3 separate regions of the Mus musculus genome follow, and regions 1 and 3 are each linked to region 2. The links are chromatin contacts, called in public HiChIP or PLAC-seq and promoter capture Hi-C maps. All regions are on one chromosome and are shown on one strand. Each heading gives the region's core, a stretch centred on a gene start, on an enhancer-like site or on the middle of the called end of the contact. The rest is flanking DNA. Distances are from core to core; before and after follow the strand shown.

Evidence for each region. Promoter capture Hi-C pulls out the DNA fragments that hold promoters and counts their contacts. HiChIP or PLAC-seq counts read pairs in DNA pulled down with a chosen protein or histone mark.
Region 1: a promoter capture Hi-C map of the HPC-7 cell line shows a contact between it and region 2, with 2.3 times the contacts expected there. The contact joins the enhancer-like site here to the promoter of Ralgps1 in region 2. A contact is called at or near these places in 17 of 39 promoter capture datasets (the 3T3-L1 cell line, 3T3-L1-derived adipocytes, the C10 cell line and 13 more), 1 of 15 datasets of contacts at CTCF or cohesin (large pre-B cells), 1 of 484 Hi-C or Micro-C datasets (bone marrow-derived macrophages), 19 of 115 datasets of contacts at active chromatin or transcription factors (the 230-238 cell line, the SCID.adh cell line, bone marrow-derived macrophages and 12 more) and 3 of 9 other capture datasets (adipose tissue, liver and macrophages).
Region 3: a contact with region 2 is called in an H3K4me3 HiChIP or PLAC-seq map of bone marrow-derived macrophages, with 3 times the contacts expected there. The contact joins the enhancer-like site here to the promoter of Ralgps1 in region 2. A contact is called at or near these places in 11 of 39 promoter capture datasets (the C10 cell line, the HPC-7 cell line, the SN4741 cell line and 6 more), 1 of 15 datasets of contacts at CTCF or cohesin (the NIH/3T3 cell line), 4 of 484 Hi-C or Micro-C datasets (3T3-L1-derived adipocytes, bone marrow-derived macrophages, embryonic fibroblasts and 1 more), 23 of 115 datasets of contacts at active chromatin or transcription factors (the 230-238 cell line, the SCID.adh cell line, bone marrow-derived macrophages and 15 more) and 4 of 9 other capture datasets (adipose tissue, liver, macrophages and 1 more).

Annotation. Positions count from the first base shown.
Region 1 is chr2:33,175,197-33,179,764 of GRCm38.p6, reverse strand. The region is part of intron 8 of Ralgps1 (Ral GEF with PH domain and SH3 binding motif 1); the gene reads left to right. It overlaps Gm13528 (a long non-coding RNA gene), which reads right to left and starts at 4,448. Exons shown (of 3, transcript XR_866131.3): 1 at 1,767-4,448. Within about 2 kb of position 1,389, at least 63 of the 459 cell types and tissues checked have an H3K27ac peak or open chromatin away from gene starts, as enhancers often do. A contact at or near this core is called in the HPC-7 cell line, adipose tissue, forebrain and 3 more, where this site is marked.
Region 2 is chr2:33,368,777-33,373,507 of GRCm38.p6, reverse strand. It overlaps Ralgps1 (Ral GEF with PH domain and SH3 binding motif 1), which reads left to right and starts at 2,014. Exons shown (of 20, transcript NM_175211.5): 1 at 2,014-2,238.
Region 3 is chr2:33,152,832-33,157,353 of GRCm38.p6, reverse strand. Ralgps1 (Ral GEF with PH domain and SH3 binding motif 1) reads left to right here. Exons shown (of 20, transcript NM_175211.5): 14 at 2,015-2,066. Among named protein-coding and RNA genes, the nearest start is that of Gm13528, 20 kb to the left of the region's middle. Within about 2 kb of position 2,438, at least 16 of the 459 cell types and tissues checked have an H3K27ac peak or open chromatin away from gene starts, as enhancers often do. A contact at or near this core is called in bone marrow-derived macrophages, embryonic limb bud and neural stem cells, where this site is marked.

The DNA.
Region 1 (4,568 bases), core at 140-2,639, 190 kb after region 2:
TCTGTTATTTCATTTGGTATTTACCAGGATGGTTTATGGGGTGGAACCACACAAGTGTAGCTCTGGGGGCCAGCTCCTCATTTCTGAATTCTGAAAGTCATCTTTTCAGGCAAAGCAGAAAGAGCGTGGAAAAAAGTCTTTCATCTCAGACTTTGAAAGAGAAAATAGAAAGTGGTAAAATGGAAAAGCTGCGTGTTCTCCTGCCGGGCAGGTTTCTTTTCCCCTCGACACAGCAGAATTTTTCCATATTGAAAAGATAGGGGTGTGAGAAAAACCAAAACCAGACTGGGGCTGGAAGTGAGACAGGACGGCCAGGAAGAACAAGGGTGCAGTGAGCCTTCCCTGGGCTTGTGGGGCTCCAGGCCAGCCATGGGCTTTGGCTCAGCCTGGCTGCCTGCTCCTGGCTTGCAGAAGCCACTGCGCTCCACCAGGCAGGGGTCCTCTCTGAAGGCATCGCCTTTGTCAGCCGGTACAAAGGTGGCACAGGGCAGAGGCGAAGTTGGGGGAACCGTGTGCCTCAAAGGAAGGCTAGTCTGTGAGCAGGCATGGTTGTGTGAGGTGCCCCCAGGTGAGAGGCTACAGCTGCACGCCTCCCATTCCCAGCTCAAGCTGGGACCCTCTTCTTTGGGCCAGCCCATGCCTCCCAGTTCCTACCCCTAGCGCTGCTGTCAAGACAGGCCTGAATTCCCACCCCTGTCTTCTTGGAAGCTGTGGGAATTTGGCCTACCCTTTTTTCCTCTGACACCTCAGTGTCTTAACATAGTGTATGGACAATTGAGAGTAAAGGAGCCTGAGACCAGCAGCACGTCCCCCTCCCCCGCCTACATGATGGACAGCGGTTCTTCCCGTCACCTAAGCCTCCCTCACTGTGTCAGTACCTCACAGTCTAGCCCAGTCCCTTGGCACCGCCGATCCCCACTGCAGCCAAAGCCAGTGGCTGGCCCAATTACCGTCTGTGGTAGAGGGCCAACAGCACAGTGTCATCTGCTGCAGTCACTGTCTAAACAGGAACAGGAGCTGCACTATCCCAGGCCAGATGGGCTCCCAGCACTGGCCCAGCTACTGGGTGGTCCCATGCGGCTGGTGTCTGGGGACCTACCTTCCACGGTTATAGCAGTTGTAGCCAGACCATCCCTCCCATGGCCACCCCTCTGCTACTCCTAGCCGGTCTGTGTGGCAGAGCTGGCAGGGCCCCCAGGTCTGGGTGGGCCACTGATATAAGGCCGGAGACTAATGTGCTCAGGCAGGCCTGGGATGTGTATCAGGAGGGAGGAGCCACAGCCTCCCTTCAAGCCCCTCTGGAGAAGGTTAATTCCACAGTAGAGAGGAGGAGAAAGAACCAGAGCCTGGGCACCTAGGCCCTCGTCCAGCTGTTAGATGTCCCCATCCTGCCTCACTGGCTTCCGGGTACTGCTGGCAGCCTGGTGCAGTGTATGACAGCTGGACAGAGCTGTATGTGGATCCTGCCTTGGCCACTTTGCCACTGTGTGGCCTCAAGAAAGTAATGTAGCCTCTTCTAGTTTCAGTCCCTTTGTCCTGTAGAAGAGGGACCATCGTTTCCTGGTGGCCACATTGTCCTTGAAATCAACAATCTGACCGAATCTTCAGTTTAGGACCAGGATGTAGTAAGTGCTTAGTAACCCTGAGTCAGCACCATCTTTTTTTTTTTTTTTTTTTGAACAGGGTTTCGTTATGAAACATGGGTGAACAAGGTTAGAGCTCTCTACCCACTGAACTACTGCTACAGCCTCCACCCCCAATCTTACCATCTCATCAGGTTGTTGTCTGGGGTAACACAAACATGCCCCCTGATTCTCCGTCTCCTCACCTCACGTTCACCAAGCAGCTCTGTGTACTTTGCTCTGGGGACGCGCATGCGCCCAGACCTGCTCCCAGGCTGTGAGGAGCCCTGTCAGGGAGGAGTCGGCTGTCAGGATTCAAGCATCTGGTTTATGTTGCAGGCCTAGAAATATCTCCTGTGGTTGGCTAGTACAACAGAAAAGACTTCTCTGGGTTCCTGCACTGTTGGCAACAGCGCACCATTTCTATAGCCCTGGCTGTTGAGGGAGTACAAAAGTGTAGATGTCCGCTGCCCAGCTTCACAAGACTAGGTCCCCAGTCACTCACCCTGTCCTCACCACTGTGACATGAGGCTAACCACTCAGGGCCTGAGGTGCAGCAGGTGCTGGAGTCTGGGTGTTTTGCCGAGGGATTTAGGAACTCACTGTCTTAGACAATAATGAACCCCTGCCCTTCCCCAGGGTATGCTCAGCTCCTCTGGCCTTGGTTTGTAGAGCACTACTCAGGAATGAGGCTCAGGCCACACTGTCCCTTTGGTACAACACAAGGGACTCTCCAAGTAGAGTTGTGTCTGAGCAAGGGCCTCTCTGCTCTGGAGGCCAGTTGGATGAATATGGGCAGCACATCCCTGCAGAGCACATCTTAGTACACAGTAGTGAGACTGTATGCAGCCCTGCATCTCTTCAATCTCCTTTTCCCAGAGGTGCTGGTCTAGGAAGGGACAGGGCTTCCCAGGGGACCCTAGGAAACCTCAGTCCCTACCTCCTGCCCTGCTTCTGGGCTGAGCTGCTGGCTGGCCTCTGAGTCAGCCAAGCTGGAGTCTGCTCACCGCATCTGGAACCCCCCCACGCCATGGCCCACATCCCTCCATCTCCACACAGCACTGGGGGATGCTTTTTGTTGTGGTCTCAGCCATAATGGGATTTCCAGGATTGCCATGAATCCTCAGGGAGGCAACTGAGTTACACTCTTTTTTTTTAAAGAGCAGGAAAAACTGAGTTCAAGAGAAAGAATGAATCTGTGAAAATCAAGCCTACCACACTTAGAATGTTTAATCAAGGAAAATTATTATTAATTATTGAAAATTAGAAAACAGTGGCATCAGAAGGAAAGGGACTGGACAGGGGCCTGTGAGGAGCCAGCAGATGCTTCTGTGAGCTAACGGTTTCCCAGAACAATTGAAGCGATTTTAAAGGCAGACGAGTGACTCATTGTACCCAGCATCCGAGTGAGTGAGTGAGGTCCTCCGTGGTGGCAGGAAGCCTGAGATGGAGGAGGAAGCCGAGGTTCCACTCTCATCTCTGTCACTTACCAGTGGTGTGACCTTATGCCAATTTCACATCCTCTCTGAGCTTCCTTTTCCTCCTTTACAGAGTGAGAGTTGGAAGGATAAATAAGAAAACGAGTATGTGCCTGGCATGGTGGTGCACATCTTTGATCTCAGCACTTGGGAGGTAGAGAAATGTCAATCTTTGTGAGTTTGAGGCCAGCCTGGTCTATAGACTAGTTCCAGGATAGCCTGGTCTACCTAGTAAAACCCTGTCTCAAAAAACCAAAAAGAAAAAAAAAAAGTTCTTATTTTTTTCTTCAAACAGATTGTCTTACTGCACAATTATGTAATATATAAAAATATATACAGTGCATGTAAACTATAACTATATGCTATTACATTTGCCATTTGTAATATTTGACATTACAGAATTGTCATGATTTAGTGTATAATCATTTTGATAAAGTTAGATATTCTAAAGCTAACATTTTCTAATAATGAAAGTCTCTTTAGGATTTACTACATTTAAAGTCATTAAATGTAGAAATCTTACATTTTTCAAAGATTTATTCTTGTCATATTAAGTTCGATGTTTGCGTGTACATGTTAGTACACATGCCCACGGAAGCCAGAGGCACCAAATCCCCCTGGAGCCAGAGTTATAGGCAATCACAGCCTGCCTGTCACAGGCTGGGGACCAAACTTGGGTCCTCTGCAAGAGTAGGGCACACTTGCACCCTCTCTCCAGCCCCGGAGAATCTGAGAGTAAGGGTGAGCCTGAAAATCCTGGGCTGTGGATGTGAATACCATGCTACTGAGTGTTTGAACTTATCGGGCTATCTGTTGGTTGTAGCACGCCACGGGTTGTAGCCTTTGTTTGTTTGTTTTGTTTTGTGTGTTTTTATTGTGCTTTGTTTTGGTTTTTGAGACAGGGTTTCTCTGTGCAGCCCTGACTGTCCTGGAACTCACTGTAGATCAGGCTAGCCTTGAAATCAAATCAGAGATTTCTGCCTCCGGAGTGCTGGGATTAATGGTGTGTGCCACCACTGCAGGGAGTGTTGTAGCATTTTGTAAATTCACTTTTTATCCCTGGTAGTTCCTTAATTTATGTGTTTAAATGTGGTGTTGTTTCATGTATTCTCCGTTGGCATGTCTTTATCCACACCAGCCATATCTCTTTGTCTTGGTCATCTTCTGTCTTGAGTTGTACTGTGCATGGCTTCTCCTGCCCAGGCCCTCCTGCATTATGAATCAGCGTTGATCAGGGAGCACCTTGAAGGGTGTGCCATTCCCTTCTCTTTATTATCGCCAGATAGTCTGTAGTGCAGCTTTGCAGTCAGCCATCGGAGAGCCACGTAGAAGCCCTTCCCTTCTTCCTTCTCCCCCAACCCCTGCTCATCACTGCCCATCAGTCCTGGCTTCGACTCACACCTATTTTTGTTGTTGTTTTGGTATTTCGAGGCAGGATTTCTCTGTGTAGCCCTGGCTGTCCTGGAAC
Region 2 (4,731 bases), core at 765-3,264:
AAATTATAGGCAGTTGTGAAACCTGATATAGATGCTAAGTACTGAACCTGGGTCCTCTACCAGAGCAGTATGTACTATTAACTGCTAAGCCATCTCTCCAGCCTCCTCAACATTCATCTTCCATAAAGAAACTGAGGCATGCAAAAAAGTAACTTGCATGTGTGCACACAGTTAGCTGCTGGCACAGCCAGACCGTGAACTCAGGCAGCAAGTCCTCTAAGCCTTATAGTAATTTATATTTAGAAAAACAACTATAGTACTTGTTTTTTTTTAAATTTATTTATTATTATATGCAAGTACACTGTAGCTGTCTTCAGACACACCAGAAGAGGGCAACAGATCCCATTACAGATGGTTGTGAACCACCATGTGGTTGCTGTGATTTGAACTCAGGATCTTTGGAAGAGCAGTCAGTGCATGTGCAGTGTATGTGCAGGTGATGCACACGCATGCAGAGGTGGCCAGAGGAGGATGTCAAGTGTCCTGCTTTATACTCTCCATCTTATCCCCATGAGATAGGGTCTCTCACTGAATCTGCTAGCCAGCAAGTCACAGCAAGTCTCCAGTTTCCATCCCCCAAATCCTAAGCATTAGGGTTACCTCTACAAGCACGTCCATTTTCTTTCTTTCTTTCTTTTTCTTTTTCTTTTTTTTTTTTTTTTTTTGGTTTTTCGAGACAGGGTTTCTCTGTGTAGCCCTGGCTATCCTGGAACTCACTTTGTAGACCAGGCTGGCCTCGAACTCAGAAATCCGCCTGCCTCTGTCTCCCAAGTGCTGGGATTAAAGGCGAGCGCCACCACCGCCTGGCTACGTCCATTTTCTTATGCGTGTCCTGAGCACTCCACTTTACGCTAGACCATCACTCCTAACTTTATAGCCATCTACCCAAGCTTCCTCAAGCTTGCGCTCAGCTCTCAGCCTCTCTGGATTCCAAATTTTCTAAAAGAATCCTCACACCATGCATCTCTTGTTTTATCTAAGGGAAACAGTTTAAGACTATCCTTCGGGCATCACTGTGTTCTTCATGCAAAATAGCAGACGTTTGCCTCAGAGATCCCCTATTCCCTCACCTCACTCTTAAAGTGGTTTAATTTCTGCTGATTCTCTTGTTTTCCTCTCCCTCTTCTTTTAAATAGTGCAGTATCTAAATCTTTCCATAAGCGACGCCATAGCAGCAAAAATTACGTTATCAAAATGATCTTGTCTACAAGTCCAAAGAGCATCCTACCCTCCTTTCTCTTGTAGGCGTAACAGAATTTTGCTGTGGTTCTGACTTTAGGGATTCACAGCCACCCACTGGCTTCCACGGTCTTTGTAACTTAGTATCTCTGCCTTTAAGCCAGATGATTTAAGCTCTACTCACTGCGTTTGCCTGGCCCAGCCATAAAAGGGTCTGGGTGCAGGGAGACAGCTTCCAGGCCCATTCTCCCTGCTTTGAACGCTATGGTCTTGGGCAAGACCCTCTTCAGGCCTAACTTTTACCTGTTGTGAAAACCATGGGTCAGTCTCAAGGACCTCGAAGTGTGTTATTGGATTGACTGTGATTGTCAATTTGACAGATTTAGAATCACATAAAGAAACCTAGGGATAGGTTTGTGAAGAATGGGACTAAGGTGATGATGTCTTGCTCACAAAGCCTTTTTTTTTTTTTTTTTTTTTTTTTTTTTTTTTGATGTTGTTGTTGAAAACGATAAACTCTAGGTAGGAATTTAAGAAGGACACTGGGTGAGGCCTGGAAGGATGTTTGTAGACTGAGTCTATTTCTAGGCAGGGGGTGGGCGTGGCGGGCGGCTGAGCCCGACGAGAACAGCAGAGCATCCTTGCAAGCCTGAGCGTCTGCAAGACCGAAGCGCAGGCCGCGGCTGGTGGGGTGGGGGGTGGGGGGGTGGGGGGAACGGGGACCGCTGCTGCAGCGGCTGCGCACTGGTGCAACCAGCCGGTTCATTTGCGTGTCTCCGCCCCTACGGCAAGCTGGTTGGAGAACCCTGGTATGGTGCCGCGCGCCGATTGGCTGAGCCGGCCGCCGCTCAGGCCCAGGAGTGGACGGTTCCTACTGCGGCTGGGCACCGGCTGGGCTCCCGCGTCGGCCTCGCGTTTCAAGCTTGCGCCTGGCTCAACCTCAATCCGGCCCCGGTCTCGGAACGAAGGCGCCGCTGCCGCTGGGCCTCTCGCAAGACCATGAAGAAGCGGTGGCAGCCACTGCGGCCCTCGTCAAGGTGACCAGCCCGGACTACAGCGGTGAGAGGAGCGGCTGGCGGGGCGGGGCCCTGGGCGCGAGCCGCTGCAGGTGCGGGGGGCGGAGGGGGGGGGAGAATGGGGGCGGGCGGGGCGGGATCCCCGGCCGGAGGGGGTGGGGCGGGGCCTCGGCTCGAGGGTGGGACCTCGGCTTGGGGTTGGAGGGGGGGGCGGGACCATGGCCAGCTCGGGTCCCAGGGACGCGAATGACAGCGTGTGGTTGTCGGGGAGATGGCGGAGCGGGGGGGGGGGGTGGTGGTGGTGGTGGTGGTGTTGGGGGGGAAAGGGCGCAGGTGCAGGAGGCGGGTCCCGCGGCCTGATGGATTGGGGGCGGAGCCTGGGCGCGAGGCGTGGGGTCTGGAGGGAGCTCAGGTCTCTGGGACCAGAAAGGGAACCTGTGTGTAGGTTAGCGGCGGGGAAAGGGCTCAGGTGCGAGGGGCGGGGCATGGGGTGGCAATGGGAGGGGCTGCAAGGAGAGTCTAGGGAAAAGCACAGGTGCAGTGGGCGGGGCTGGGGAAACCCTGTAGGGGCGGGGGCGGGGGGAGGCAGGGGGCGGGGCTGAGGATCATTGGCAGGTCCGGAAGCAGGGCTGCAGGTGAGGACTAGCCTGAGGGTGAGTGGGACCCTTTTTGGAGAAGGAAGAAGCTGCCCTCTCCGCCGCCGTCTTGGGGCTTTGGGTTTTCTGCAGGCTCTGGAGGCATCCATGGTTGTCTCTTGGAGGGGCAGGCCAGGGCAGCCTGTGTCTTTGCTGAGTCGTACAAGGATCGCAGCTGCCCTGGTTAATAGGCCGACTGCTTTCCTGAGCCAAACCGAGCCCTAAGTGGGCACACTGCCTTTGTTGTTGTTGTTGTTGTTTTTGTTTTACTCCCCTGTTGCTGTTGAAGGAGCTTGGCTGGATTTCGGGGTGGTTAGGTTTCATTGGTTGATCAGCTGTTGGAAAATGTGTGCTCTTCAAGAGTAGTCGTTGATGCTATGCTCGGAAGGGTTCTGGATCTCATGGTAGCAGATGCTCATGCAGATCTTCACAGTGCTGGTCTCAAAAAGATAGAAAAGGCAGCGTGGTGGGGGCGAAGAGGCGGAATGAGAACTTGGCTCTTTGGAGCTGGGACAGACACCTGGGAGTTATTTTTGCCTTTTTGTGTGTTTTGTTGTTGTCAAAGTGACCATCCCTGGTGCCTAATTGTGACCTTCCAGGGCCAGAGGGGAATTCCTTGTCAAGAGGTGAGTTAAGGTCTCTTTCTTGCCGGGCAGTGGTGGCGCACACCTTTAATCCCAGTACTTGGGAGGCAGAAGCAGGCAATTTCTGATTTCGAGGCTAGCCTGGTCTACAGAGTGAGTTCCAGGACAGCCAGGGCTACACAGAGAAACCCTGTCTCAAAAAAAAAAAAAAAACAAAACAAAACACACACACACACACACACACACAAAGAAAAAGAAAAAAGAAAAAAAGAAAAATAAAAGTCTCTTTCTCTTGAGAGTTTGAATCACATTTGTGTTGGGGAATTCCCTCCTCCAAACTAGAGGTGGTTTAGATTATGGTACTCCCTGTGCAGCCTTGGGCAGGAATGCAGCCTGGGGAGCCATGATGAATGGAAAGGGAAGCGTGTTTCCCTTGTTGGCTGACCTTTGGACCCCAGGTCCAGTGTGGATCTTAGCTGATGGGCTAGGCCTATAGTAGAGCCCATTGGAATACTCCCACTACCAACTTGATTCTGCCACGTTTCAGAAAGAAGACTTTAGGATGAAGAGCACGGCAGACCTTCATTAGGTATTTATGGAGACAGAAGGGAGAAATATGGTAGGGCCTCTGTGCTCCAGAAGTACCCTTTATCTGTGTGTGACCTTTGGGTGCCTTGTGTTTCCTCGAGAGTGCTTGGCTAATCTAACCTGACATGCTTTCACCCTGGGTTATATGGACTGAAGACAAGGTGCAGAAACTTCTTTGCTAGCTTGCATTTGCCTTCATTTTAGAAACGTGGGACTTTTGGGGGGACCAAATACCATGATGCTGGCTTCCCTTGCTACCATTGGCACTGGTGATTCAGAGCATCATGGGATGTTGCAGGGATAGGCTCCTGTTCCAGAAGCACTTGTGTGGCAGGTGCGAGGTCTAGAAGCAGCAGCGCGAGTTGTCCCATCCTGTCTTGGCAGAAGCTATGTGTCACCTAGGGACTTTCTCCTGTCCTTTGTGTTAAAACAAAGCTCCAAACCTGCATATCAGAAAATTAGATGGTTAGTTTTTTCCCTTCTTAAAAATATTTTTATTACATTTATGTGTATTTCTGTGCATGTAACAGTGTGCATGTGAGGGTCAGAGGATAACCTGTGGGAGTCTGTTCTCTGCTTCTACCGTATCGGGTTCTCAGGCTTGGAGGTAGGCACCTTTATAACCTCTGTTTATAACCTCTGAGCCCTTTCACTTGCCTCATAATTGACTTTATTTTTTTCATAGTTAGCTTTTTAATTTGTTATTAGGGCAACTGCATTCAGAGCTGA
Region 3 (4,522 bases), core at 1,189-3,688, 220 kb after region 2:
TACAGACACAGGGCTGCTGTTGCCAGCAGATAAATGTTAATATTAGTGGCTGAGGCTAGCTCAGAACTGCATTCAGAGATCTCAGGTCATCTGTGACAGGTGACACTATCCTATGATTGCTGTCACCAGCCCAGTACTCTCTTGATGGCCCTTGCCTTCCAGTGTCCCTGTGTGATTGTCTGCCTTACATAGCAGAGTCCTCCTAGCAACGGTGGTGGGCTGCTGTTGGACCTGGTGAAGACAGTGGGGCAGAGGGCCAGGAGCTTGGAGAAGCAGGCAGCAGGAACACCAGGCGGGCATCTCATGCCACAATGTCCCTGGTGTGGGAGTCAGGAACAACTTTAGCACAGGGCAGCTGCCTCCTAGCAATGTTGTGATGAAGTCTCATACCTGCCTTATGTCTTCAGAAGAGCTCATCCTGTCTGGCCACAGGCCAAAGTATAGGAAGTGTGGACATTGCATTTTAGGCTCAGGTGTGGCTTGGAAGAAGTGGTTCAAGCTCCTGAGCTAGGGAAAGGTAATCAAGCCTCTTTCTGAGCCTTCGCTGTGTTCTTGGGCACTGATCCCTCAGCCTCGTAGGTTCCACTCATGGACCTCATCTTAGAGTATAGGATGGGACCTGGGTTCTTATGAGACTCCATGAATGCACAGTTGAGCTCAGAGCAGCTGTTTGATATCCAGGAAACTCTGAGCTGTGCCTGAATCTGGGCTGCCGTTCCTGAGAGCCAGTCAGGTGCTGTGCTGTCCAGCATCCAGGGTAGATCACAAGATTGCTTGGCTCCGGCTCATCAAGTCAGGGAACTCAGGACATTTTCTGCTTGAGCTGAAAGGTCTGAGAAAGTGGCAGAGTGTGTGCCCTAGTGGATGTCGTGCTAAGCTGCACTCCCCCCACCTCCAACCCATACAGCAGGGAATAGGGGTTCTACTCAGGCCAGGCTCTTTACCCTTTCCCACTGTTTAGTCTTAGAGATTTTTCTAGCAGGGCTCTGAGCTTTAGAGCCTACATAGTCTAAGACAATACAGAGGCCAGGCCCACAGATGCACATGCCAGGAGGGAAGCCGAGTGCTGCTCACTTAACAACACCAGGCCTCGTGAGCCAGGTTGTCCCACTCAGGCCCAGCACACCATGGTCAGCTCTAGAAGGTGGGCCTGGAAGAGACTAGGAAGGCAAAGGATCCCAGCTTAGGCCTTAGCACTGACCTTGGGCAGGGGACTGCACTGACTGACTCTGTGGGCAGGGGACTGTACTGACTGTGAGCAGGGGACTGCACTGACTGTGGGCAGGGGACAGCGCTGACTCTGTGGGCAGGGGACTGCACTGACTGTGGGCAGGCGACAGCACTGACTGACTCTGTGGGCAGGGGACAGCACTGACTGACTCTGTGGGCAGGGGACTGCGCTGACTCTGTGAGCAGGGGACAGCACTGACTGACTCTGTGGGCAGGGGACTGTGCTGACTCTGTGGGCAGGGGACTGTACTGACTGTGAGCAGGGGACTGCACTGACTGTGGGCAGGGGACTGCACTGACTGTGGGCAGGGGACAGCACTGACTGTGGGCAGGGGACAGCACTGACTGTGGGCAGGGGACTGCACTGACTGTGGGCAGGGCACTGCACTGACACCCCCTTGCAGCCTCCGTGCATCTCTTGTGCAGGCAGATCCATCTACCTGTCCCTTGGGCCAGAAGTGCTCACCCTGCCTTTGCCCTCAGGAGAGCCTGTGGGGCAACAGGCAGGCATCAGTGCAGACAGATGTGAGGACCCTGGCCTTCCAAGCCAGAGGGTAGGCAGTGGGAAGGGAGTGGAGGGTACTCTTGAGAGCGGTGGGACTGAATGTTCTTTGAACCTCCCCAGAGAAGAGACAGACATAACAACAGAAACTCAACTCCTTTTGTGACCCACAGGGTCAGAATGCTGTGAGCTTGGGGACCGGGGCCCAGTGACTGGGAGCCCAGGAAAACAGGCCCCTCTCTTCGAGGCTGCCATGCTCACTGATCTGTGTTCCTTTTCCAGGCAGTAGTGAGAGCTCAGAGTTTAGTGAAGAAATGTCTGCAGGGCTGGAAAGGTGAGTGTGGCCTCAGCAAGGCCTCTCAGGGCCCAGGGAGCTGGAGTCAGGGGCCCCTCCCCAACCATTCATGACATATGCATAATTACATGGTCACACCTCAGTGTGCACATAGTAAACACTAATCTCACACTTACACGTGCACACAGGTGGACACATTCATAATTCAGTTATACACTCATGCATTTGTGGATGTATACACAGGCTTAGAAAGGGCTCTCTACCTGCTCCCTCCCTTCTTTTGTCAGTTGACACTCAGAGCACTTGGTCCAAGCCAGCTAGAGGAAACCTGGGAGCCTGGTAGGCCTGCAATGAATCCTGAACCTCTAAGCCTGAGGCCTGTTGGAAGTCTTGAGATGGGCATGTGGCTCCATCTAGTGATACCTGAGAGTATTGCACCAGTGCAGCCTCAGGCCTCGGACATTTTTGAACCCTACCATGCGTGGTTGTGACTCCCATCAGCCCATCTGTTCCAAGTATGCACGCTCCCATCCGCCTCTCATCAGGAATTCACCTGCAGCATGTATTCCATGTCCCAATACTTCTTGGGCCACCATGAGGAATCCAGGAAGACTTGGCAGTGCAGGTGGTGAAAGGTACCTTGCTGACTAGAAGTCTGAGGACACACAGGGAAATATAGTGATGAAAAAGATCTCCAAGGTGCAGGCTTCCATTGGCCTTCAGGATGGTTCCTCCACCAGTGCCTAGGGGACTGTGTGCATCTGTGTACTCTCACAAGTACACATGCACAAAGTTATATAGCCTTATGTGTTCATGTGCACAGTTATACAGTTTAGCTATAGACATGGCCATGGTTACACAGTCTTACATATGCCCAATCTCATCCATAGTCACACATTTGCATGTATATATACAATGCTTATACCCAGTTACATATGTACAGTTTCACTGTCACACCTGTGGGCGAATACTAAACACAAATCTCACACACATGCACACAGGCAGACACCTCCTTAATTCATTTATATACTCCTGGGTGTCTGCATTCGCCTGCATGTGGTATGCACTACACCACACAGAACATACACACATGCACCTGGTGTGAACGCTCCTTTTTTGAAGCTAGGGCTTCAGTCCCTGTAATTGGAAAGTGCCCAGAAGTCATCCTATCTGTACACTTCCAACAGAGCAGAGAGACTCGTTGGCCCAGGCTGGGCGTTCCCTGTGCACAGGCTCTGTCTGGCCACTGCCATGCATAGACTGCCTGCAGCCTTGACGCTGCCCCATAGCTGTGAAAGGAGAACCCCACAGGCCCCATGGGACAGACTCCAAAACTCTTGGTCCAGGTGGGGATTCCTGGGGCCACCTTGTAAAAGAAGGCCACAGGCAACCCAGTGCCTCCCCTGGCCACTCCAGCAGCATGCTCAGGCATGGTGCCGAGACCCACAGCAGTACACCTGGGTGTTGTGTTCCCTCCGTTGTTTGTCCTTTCACTCATCCATTCCTCTTCTCTCATCAGTCACTCGGTAGCTGCTTAGTTAGCACGGCTGCCTGCACGGGAACCATGTAGGCAGGCTCTGTGGGCCCTGTCAGTGCTGACTGAGAGTGGAGCCAGCAGGAAAGAGGGTGCCATGGGGGCATGCCTTGCACAATGGAAATGTATGCCATCATGACCACTACAGGCAGCAGTATTTTGTACGATCTAGGTCACTGAATTTCTATAGCATATACTCTCAAGTAAACTGTCTCTGAGCACTGGCCGCCTCCTGGCTCTTCTATGCATATGCCCAGCCCTTGAACAGCCCTGCTCCCAGCTGCCTTTTCTCTGCTCTGCAGAGGGGATCTTGGCCTACTGTTTCTTGGCTGAGGAGATAGATATCAGTGGGGCTATGATTGCATCTCATCAGAACCCAGCCCCAGGCAGGCCAGAGGAGCTAGAAGCTAGCTGACCCTCACCCAGGGGTCCAGCTAAAAGTCTGCTCCCACTGTGTATCTGCTCTCGTGCCTGCTTCAAAGAGAGTCTGAACAGTCTGGGCTTTCCTGTAGACTGGGCACACAGAAGAGCACCACGTTGTCTCTTCACAGCTCAGTTGCCATCTTGCCACTTCCTGAGCCCCTTTCATCCTAACCTTCAGGCAGCCAGTGCTCAGCCCCACTGGATCCTCTGTGCACTCCCAGGTCTCCTCCAGACCACATGCCCCTCTTCATAGATGAGTGGATTCTAGGTCTCCCCCTGGCCGGTCCCAGAGGCCAGCATCTGCCAGAAACAGCCTCCCTGCCAGATCCTCACAGATACTATAAGGCGTATTGCATGCTAGAGCAGAGGCAGAAGATGTGGGATAAAGGTGCAGAAGGGAGCTGGGCCCCCTCAAAGGGATGAAGATATGAAGAGGGATTGGGGGTGTGGCTAGTGTGCGATGGAGTCCAGAAACTGTAGTCTTTAACTGGGTAGCCCCTGACCCATAGCCCCCCAAGCTCTGGTTGTGAGCTCTATC